Regions from separate parts of the Hordeum vulgare genome. Here regions 2 and 3 are each linked to region 1. A link is a contact called in public Hi-C data. All regions are on one chromosome and are shown on one strand. The core of a region is the stretch at or near the end of the contact, and the rest is flanking DNA. Distances in the headings are between cores, read along the strand shown.

Region 1 (3,015 bases), core at 3-2,502:
GGCAATTGCATATTTCTCGTCCACAGATCTACGCCAATATTTCCCATCTCTTCCTGCTTTGAACCAAATCATGGTTCACATGAACTTATATATAGTCATGCATGCCTTTATATATGGTCAGAAAGCTTATTGGGTATACTTTCTAAACTTGCACAACTTTCAAAACTAACCCGTAGAAATAAACGGTAGAAAACTAAATCAACAACCATGGAACGTAGTGATGCAATGCAAATATATAACCACGTAAAGACAAGAAAGAAACACATCACGATAAAAAACTAAGTATGAATAAAATATGGAACCTAACCCTACCATATGTTCATAACATCTCCACAGTCTATTGAACACCAATAGCACATCAGAGAAATACACTATACTGAGTACCACATACACCAGCGAGTACTGACTAGAAAATCACAATGAAGCTGGAACTTGATAACTCAATTCCAATTGAAACTCATTGTGAGATCGGCCAATCAATCCTGAATCCATACACCAAACTACAGAGAACTGTGTAATTAAAGCAAGGAACCCTATAGATCGATTAAGAACATACGACATACCCACGCAGGCAGCCGCAGTAAAGTACAAACCCTACAGCCACAAAAATCATAAATATTGGGGCATATCCTACGTGAACGCCGTAAATGCTACCCAGATCCACGGACCCATGTCCCGATCAAGGGAGCTAAGAGATGAAGCGAAGCCATTATCTAGCCACACAATTCGGGTCAAAATCAATCTCTCGAGTATAGCCTCGAAGAGATCCACAACCTGACGCTCCAATAACCCGAACACTTCCTGATACCGATGGGATATTCGACACGGGGGGAGGAACCAACAGACAAACCAGGAGAGGTTGGGGAGGATCGGGGACTGGGTGGTACTTGCCTCGGCAGGTGGGAGAATGGCGGAGGAACCAGGAGTGGAGGCGCACGCCGTCGGCGGCGCGGAGCCAGACGTCCTCATAGATGAGTCGGAGGCGCGTGGGCGTGATGGGGTAGGCTCGCGGGAGACCAGGGAGCACGGGCACGTAGACGAGGCGCTCCTGCAGCGCCACCAGCGCCGCCAGACCCACCACCGCCATGCCCCCCGCGCCGTACACCAGCGCCTTGAGCCACCCCACCATCTCCGCCGCCGATGGGAAGGAAGGGCTCCGTCAGGCGGGTGGTGGTGGTGATGTGCGCGGTCGCCGCTGCTCTTTGACTCGCGTCGTCGGTCGGGGCCGGATTTGGGTTTTAGTCGGACGGGACGGGGCCTGCTTCGAGCCAGAGCTCAAGTGCGTCTAGGCCTGTAGGGACGGAAAAATTAACTGACCTGTGTAAGAACTCACGAAGTGAACCCAAACGCAAAAAAATTCATCCGTCTGACCCTTTCGTGTGGCGTCCGAAACCTAAGCGTCATACTATACTGTGTGACGTCTAAGTCGTCGGCGCCACACGCACCGACCACCTGGCAGGGAGGGCCCACCTCCAGGCAGTGCGACGCCTAAGGCTCAGGCGTCGCGCACTGTAAAGTGTGGCGCCAAAGGCTTAGACGCCACACTGCCACTTATCCAACCACGCGTCAGCCCCCCTCCCCCACCCCCCCCTCCTCATTCCCCTCCCCCATCCCTCTCCCACACTGTGTTCAAGTCGTCCCTTCATCAAATCCCTCTCTAAATCACCAAATATGAAGGTTTGGACCGGGCATTTGTTGTCCAGTCCCTCCCCTAAGGTAATCCCCACATATCCCCTCATTCTCATCTAAACAAAATCTCTTGTGGTCATTTTGTTGCAAATTTGAGGAAACCATAGTTTTTCATGAAATGTGGGATGTATATGATATTGTTGTATTTGTTCGTATGTTAGGATAAGGGGTATGATGGGGTTAGGATTAGGGTTGTTTGGATGTTTGCATTATGGTTATTTTAGGGTTAGGATTAGGGTTGTTTGGATGTTTGCATTATGGTTGTGTTAGGGTTAGGATAGGGTTAGGGTTAGTGTTATGGATGTTTGAAAGTTAGAAATATGGTTTATTTTTAGTAAGTAGATATTGTAGTATTTGGATGATTGCTTATAAAAATATTGTATGTTGTGTTGTTTAGGGATGGGAAGGACATGTGTTTATGTTCATCACGTGGACAAGGATGCATTTCTAAAAGGCAATATTGATCCGGACTCGGATGAGCTTGACATGGTGTTCGATTTCTATCCTAGCTATGCTGAATTGTTGGAACAAGTTCGAAAGGATTTGAATTAGATGGAGCCTAGTGATGTAGTTGAGTTTGATGGTAGGCATAATGTGGGATTCGGAATGCACATTCGTTGGAAGACCATGCGTGTCAGCTCCGAGCAGCGTTGGCTTGCATACAAGGATACGGTGGCCGAATCACTAGACAAGGCTCTAGAGTTATTTGCCATCAAAACAAATGTTTCTAACTTGCAGTTGGATTTGAACCAGGTTGCCTCTCCGATTGTTGAAGCTAGTCCTCCACGCATCAACGAAGAGGCCAACATTGAACCTCTTTCAGCACAACAATCTTGTATCCAACATGAACCATTGCTAGAGGCTAATGATGAGCACGATGATGATGAGAATGATAGTACTGTTCTTCATGACAACAGCCTTGGTGATTTGGACAAATATAATTTGCAAGAGACAATGGACCATTCTATTCCGTACTCACGTGGCTATGCATCTGAGTCTGACGATGAGGGTCCCAGTGAAGAAGTTGATGAGGAAGGTTTCACGGCAAAGGAGGTTGAAGCTTTCACGAAGGTATTAGGGCGGGATCACCGGACACCATTGTTCGAGGATCTTAGCCTTGCGGACGAAGGCATGGTTGACGGAGGCGAAGGCATATTGTTTGGAGTTAGACCACCTTCTCACCGGGACAAACATGGGAAGAATATTATTTTGCCGGGGTCAAAGTTCCAAACATTCCTTGAACTGAAGATGTGGTTGGATGAATATTCTGTTACGCATTATAGGCCACATAAAGTTGTTCATTCAAACATGAAGCTACGTTACACG
Region 2 (3,075 bases), core at 320-2,819, 200 kb after region 1:
AGGGTCTTGACGCGAAACCTACATGGCATCCTATGCGCATGGGGTGGTGTTTTCGCCCCTGGACACCCCGTGCATGATAGAACACATATAGCTCCAGATTTTTACACATAAAAAGGTTACATCATAATAGTCGCGTGACACTCCTTATTTCTCATTGGTAGCGGCTCAATAGTGGGGTCTGAAATAGTTTTCGTCTCCATGATGATATGTGATATCCTAGCGCACCCGAGTTGTTGATAACTGCGACAATAAATCAAAACTGATGACCATGTGATCATCTACATGAGGCTAGTCTCATCAAAAGGAGGAGAGACCATAAATTATTGTCCCTTATAATTTGCTAACGGCGCAAGCACTCTAACATGTATAATAATTTTATTTTAGAAACACCATATTTTGTTTGATTTGAATTCACTACGATGAGAAGATACATAAATATCACAAGTCAATTATTAAAGGCCTTTTTGTTTCAGCTAAGCTTAGGCAAAGTGTGGCTAACAGAATGACCATCACAAGTGTGATCAGATCACAAGTGTGATCAGATTTAACAAAACATTGAGTCAAACATGTGAAAGTATAACTAAAAAATGTGGCAAATCACAAATATGACAATGAATCAAACACATGTTTAAGATATAGTGTCACGATTAAAGTTAGACGTGACAACCTTAAACTGGAAACCAATCATGCCCTAAAGGCATATGAATTTACACTTCTAACATTTTTGTTCGGAGAGGGCATACCACGTCCTCGGTATTGTTTCCAAATCCACATAAAACATTGCAATGGTTAAAAGATTGACACGTTGTTTGAATTTGAGATGCATATCAATAATGGAAACAATTCATATATCTACATGATCGATGCACAATACTTCCTCCTTTCGATATTTGTGGAAGAAATGAATGTATCTAGATGTATTTTAGTTTTAGATACATCTGTTTTTACGACAAGTAATTTCGAACGGAGAGTATTAAGTATATTTTAGCTTGAAGATACACCCATAAAACCAACATGCTACATAAAAGATTGTCAACTTAGTGATCATTTGCGAACCAACTTATGATTCGATGCAATGGCGAATCTAAGGGCGTGCTTCAACAGGCTTGAGCCCCCTTCTAAAAATGTAAAAACTAAATTTAGGTATATTCATCATAAAAAATTTAATACTATTTAAATTAAAAACTGAGAGTTAGTGTTTTTTTTCACACAGCTAACATTGAGTCCCTCCTTCATTTTCTTTCAAGATTCGTCATTGTTGAATGGTTAGGAGAACAATGCTATATGTTGTCCATCAAATCTCAAGTCATATATTTGACATTGATGGCCGTATTTTTCTAGATTATTATTCCAGGCCTTCTGACGACTCAGTCTCCTAAATGTGTTCATAATAGGATATGCGTGCGTTCATAGAAATGAATGTATGCTCATGACTTTCATTGTAACGTTTTGAAAGAAAAACTAGCGATCATCAAATTCTTGGTGCACCCATCAATATTTGAGGTTGGTGACGTGACACTAGTGGACAGAAGGCCATTTATTCCCAGAAAGAAAAAAAAAAGAAAAGAAACGGTAGGTCGCATATTTGGCAGCTAGAGGAGAGTGACAGTCCCCTCCTCGTCTTCTTGATCCTTCGTGCTTCCGCTTTCGCTTCTCGCCTTCTCCGCCCATAATCTTTCTCGGTCCAAGGAAGATTCCACCGGACAGGGCCAGAGGAGAGGATCTCGAAGGGAGAATTCGGGGGAGGTGAGTGACTGCCTGACTGCTCTCCCGCCCCCCTCCTAGAAATCCCCAATCGTGTTCTTGCATGCACCGCCCTGGCAAAATCGTTCTCATCTGTTTCAGTTTCCTGGAGTGGCTTCTTGGTTCTTGATTCCGTCATGCCGTACTCTTACTCTGCAGCCCGTTTGGTACGCTTCTTGCGCCTCGTGATTTTTTCCCCCGTTTGGTTGGTTTCGTGGCCTGCCTCTCGGAAAATTGGGGCCCTTTTGTGAGATTCTTGGCTGGCGTTGCTTGAGGGGGGAGCGTTGGTCTGCTTATTTTGGTCACTGTATTACTCGTGTTTCCTAGGAAGTCCCAGAAGTGTTTGGATTTTCCTTCTGCAGGAATTGTTGGGATGCAGCTAGATTCTGCGTGAGTTGTGACGATTTCTGACGATTGACAGTGACAGGAAAACAGATGCTAGTTCATATGGACTGTGTCTGACTAAGCCTTTGTTGGGTTTGATTGGGGAAAATTTCAAGGAAATTCCAGACACTCCTCGGAATTCTGGGGTTGGAATTTTGGACCCAGCATCGTCCAGCAAAAGTAGTCTAGGATTTCTTTTGGTGTTCTGCATGCTATAGGTGCAATCTGATGCTGAAGTAGAGCTAGTGCTAGGAAGAAAACGGACGTTTATTCAAGGTAGGTTTATTCAGCCTAAATCTGAAAGAACCCGAATGGGAGATAACACGCCTTGCTTGACAGCAAGTACACCTTCTATTCAAATGTTGGACAATTCCATTGGAAATGGACGACTGTAAGTTATTGCTTTTCGCATGTGTTGTACCTAAATTTGGAAATAAAGCGCACTGTAGTGTGTTGTGTTTATCTTTTTATGTTGGTTCTCGGATAATGCTAATTAGGCTAGATACGTCCAATTTCTAGATATGCTGGACATTCCTGCTTGCTCCCTTGGATCAGGCAGCTCTTGATTGTATGCATGACTGCTTGTGGCAGGATGCCGTTTATTTGTTGCAATGTTTCTTTTTCTAGAGCTTTGTATCAACATTTGTGATTCTGACATTGCCAATTATCTATTTCACGATCCACTGAGCCGCCTCCTCCTCCCGTAACCCTAGCCGCCGCCTCCCGTAGCCCCCCCCCCCCCCCCCCTAACCCCCTCCCGTCACCCCCGTGGGTGACCAGGGGGTAACCCTAGCCGCCGCCGTCGGTCCTCCCTCACTCCTCCTTCATCCTCGCCGCCGGGCGAAGCCTGGCCGGCAGGGACGGCGGCGGGGATCCTCTCCCCTTCACGCGACATGGCTGGCGCTGGACGACCGTTCGTGAGGAGGCGCCGGACTAGCACGCGGTGCG
Region 3 (3,264 bases), core at 584-3,083, 220 kb before region 1:
CATATGATTGACGTAACCAGTCCATTACAGGAGAATAGACATATTGGATTCCTCTGTTAACGGGATAAAGTTCCCGTTGAGATTTTTCTTGTATTTGGCACACTATGTATGCCGAATGACACCTCACGATGATTGCACTAACCACCATTCAGATTCATTTTGATCCAACCCTACAGCATTTTGCGGATGAATCATACATAAGCCCATTCAATTCACCGTGTTACACTCCTAGGCTGCTAGAGAATTAAGGATGCTCTCTTGGTCTCCTCCATATTCATAGTAAGTTCCTCAGAAGAATCCAATGGTTACAAGCTGCAATGGAACCATTCCAGCCAGCACACTATGCTGCACAGAGGGCAGCAGATGCATTGAAGAACAAAGAAGGGGGAAAGGGTGATGACAGGTCTTTGTTAGGGGTGCAAATTTACAAAGCATTATACTGTAGAATGCAATGCTAGGCAGTCCTCCACCACCAAAACACTGAAGGAACCAACATCACTGTTCTTTGCCCTATGCAACAGTAGGACTGTACACACACTGGTAGGCAGCAAGCAGCAAAGAACGGCAAGTCCTACTCCTATCATTGTAGTCTGCCAGTCCTTGAAAGTCAAGAACTGCAACAATCATTATTAGGGCAGAAGAATCACACCCCACCAACCAAGCAGGACCCAGTAATGCTGAACCCAATAAACCAAACTCACATACGCACCAGCCAACTAGCAGCCCACCACCGCTCCCAACGGCCAGTGCCACCTTTTCTACTACTACCAAGATAAGTACTCCCTCCATTCGGAAATACGTACTTATCATAGGAATGGATGTATCTAAATGTATTTTAGTTTAGATACATCCATTTTTATCAATTTGTGTGATAAGTATTTCGGGGGCCGAAGGAGTAGCTCCCAAAGGTGGAAGCTTTCAGCAGGAAGTGACACTGACGAATTCATTGACCACTCAGCCTATAGGGCAGCACGGCCAAGCATGTTGAATGATCTGAGCCATCCGTTTCCGGCCATCCGACTGCTGAGGCCCACGTCACAGTCTACCTCCACAGGAAACTCGTTATTAAATCCAACAGTTAAGGCCCTCTGCTCGACATTCAGAGGGCTTCACGCACCGTGCATATTCTATTGCTAGTTCTTCGATCCATGGATAAGTACTAAAACTGCGGGAAGGACTCGAAATAAAGTGGAGATTAGTCTGTTAACTCTTCAGTATTCAGGGTAACACTCAGCTAAGCAGGTTCAGATGAAGAGGCGCATCGGTTATTTTCTAAGGAACTCCACTAAAACTCATCTCTAATTAGTAATTATAATCACGCTAAATGGTACTTAATTAAGTGCGGAGATTACGGAAGGATAATAATACATCAAAATCTGCACGGAAAGAGCAGCGAAGAACAGCAGGGCAGACAGACGGACAGGCGCGAGAATTCACTCACCCGGGTCGCATTGCCGGAAGAAATTCTCCACATCTGCAGCGTGAAACAAGAAACAAGAAACAAAACAGTCAGGAGACCAGCCGAGGAGCACAGACGGGGTGAAAATCCCATGGAACGGCGGCGAAATTCGGAAAGCTCGAATCTTCGGCGGCCAAAAGGAGAAACCCAATCTGGCGAGCGAATCTGCGGCGACCTACCGGTGGTGAGCGCGCGGGCGAGGCCGTTGCGGCGGCCCTTGTAGTCCCGGAAGACCTCCTCCACCGTCCTGGGGTTGTACTGCGCGTCCATTGGTAGCCGCAGAGGAGAGGATTCGAGTGGCGCGGGGAGGGAGGGGGGACGGGGGAGCGGAGGGGATGGGCACTGTGCTCGTGGTTTTATTTTGACGTCTTCGGGGCAGCATCTCTTTTTTTTTAGGGAGGTTTTAAAAGAGGAGTGAGGGGCGGACGCCAAGGGTGGGACTGCGACTTAAGTGGATTGGAGAGCACGGCGGACGTGTCCGTGCGGGTGGGGCCCACCGCCCGTGGGACGCCCATCCGTCGAATGGATACGTGTATCTTTTTCTTGTGGGCGGGTTGCGTCAGCGCCCGTCTCTTCTTGCGCATTTTTACGCTCCTGTTTTGGTTTTTTCTCGACTTTTTTGTTTCTTCTTCGGGCCGCTCTACGCGTCCGTCACGTGAAGAATAGAAGAAGAGAGGAAGAGCAAATGATGAAATCGTTGTCTCATTGATTGAAGATGTGGGTATATATATCTCAGTATAAAGACGGTTACAAGGAGCAGTTGCTAAACTAAAGCAACCGACATAGCAGGGATTATCCCTTAATTAATGTATTTAATTAATTCCTAACACTCCTCCTAATCAATGCTTGTCTTTATAATATATATCATGTTCATAAAGACTCCTCCTTGTATGTGTTTGCCTTCGAGAATGTTCATCATCTTCATTATGAGAAATCGTTGTATAATCTTTAAAGTCTCCTCCAAAAACCCTGCGGGAAAAATATGAGGAGAATAGTGTAGATATGTTGCTAAAACTCCTTTAAACCCTGTGGGAAAAATAAGGAGAAAATGATACAACATATAATGATTATTGTCTCGTGATAACTCATTTGAGAAAACCTTTGTAGAAGGAGAAAACTCATCTTTGAGTTTAGAGAACAATAAATATGTCTTGAGTACTTCCTTTAAAAACCCCGATATGGAAAATAGAAAGTATAACATATGATCTTTGAGAAGATATTGCCTCATTAAAGACCATCATGAGAAACTTCGAGAGAAAACTCATAAAGGAAAAGAGTGCATTTCACATGCCATTGAAAAACTCCTTTAAAACCCAGTGTGAAAAATATAAGGAGAAAATGATATGGCATATATAGATACTTGTGTTTATATTATCTCATTAAAAACCTTTTATGAGAAACCGTTAGGAAAAACTCATCAAGGGAAAAAGAGTACAATATATGCAATTTGATGATTGTTAATAGGTTATAGTCTGGGAGATTACTCCCCCTGAACTTTGCAAATATGGAGTATGTCTCATACCAATGCCATTGACATGAGATTGTGTATAATCTGTTGGATTATCACAATATTTTGTTTGCAAATTATTTCCTCAACTTTCTATAATCCAGAGGATAAGTAATTTCTGAGCAATGTGATTTATGATATTGCTCTTCATATAACATGTAGGTATTGAGTAACACAAGTGGAAGTATCTTGATAAATCAAGTAATGTAATTCTGATGAATCTCAACCACATGATTTTGAGTGTGGTTAATCATTCTGCCAAATCATGCATATTTTGCAATGCTTTTAGATAAAGCAA

Evidence for each region. Hi-C and Micro-C count contacts between places; a contact is called where the count stands out from the background.
Region 2: a contact with region 1 is called in a Hi-C map of leaf, with 5 times the contacts expected there. The contact joins the promoter of LOC123425358 here to the promoter of LOC123425357 in region 1. A contact is called at or near these places in 4 of 6 Hi-C or Micro-C datasets (leaf and seedling) and 1 of 1 datasets of contacts at active chromatin or transcription factors (embryo).
Region 3: a contact with region 1 is called in a Hi-C map of seedling, with 2.0 times the contacts expected there. The contact joins the promoter of LOC123425355 here to the promoter of LOC123425357 in region 1. A contact is called at or near these places in 1 of 6 Hi-C or Micro-C datasets (seedling) and 1 of 1 datasets of contacts at active chromatin or transcription factors (embryo).

Annotation. Positions count from the first base shown.
Region 1 is chr2H:103,849,939-103,852,953 of MorexV3_pseudomolecules_assembly, forward strand. LOC123425357 (alpha/beta hydrolase domain-containing protein WAV2) reads right to left here and starts at 1,253. Exons shown (of 8, transcript XM_045109044.1): 1 at 892-1,253. The coding sequence starts at 1,129.
Region 2 is chr2H:104,046,258-104,049,332 of MorexV3_pseudomolecules_assembly, forward strand. LOC123425358 (nuclear transcription factor Y subunit A-7-like) reads left to right here and starts at 1,570. Exons shown (of 8, transcript XM_045109046.1): 1 at 1,570-1,746; 2 at 1,846-1,910.
Region 3 is chr2H:103,625,388-103,628,651 of MorexV3_pseudomolecules_assembly, forward strand. LOC123425355 (PHD finger protein ALFIN-LIKE 9-like) reads right to left here and starts at 1,834. Exons shown (of 5, transcript XM_045109040.1): 1 at 1,639-1,834; 2 at 1,442-1,474. The coding sequence starts at 1,729.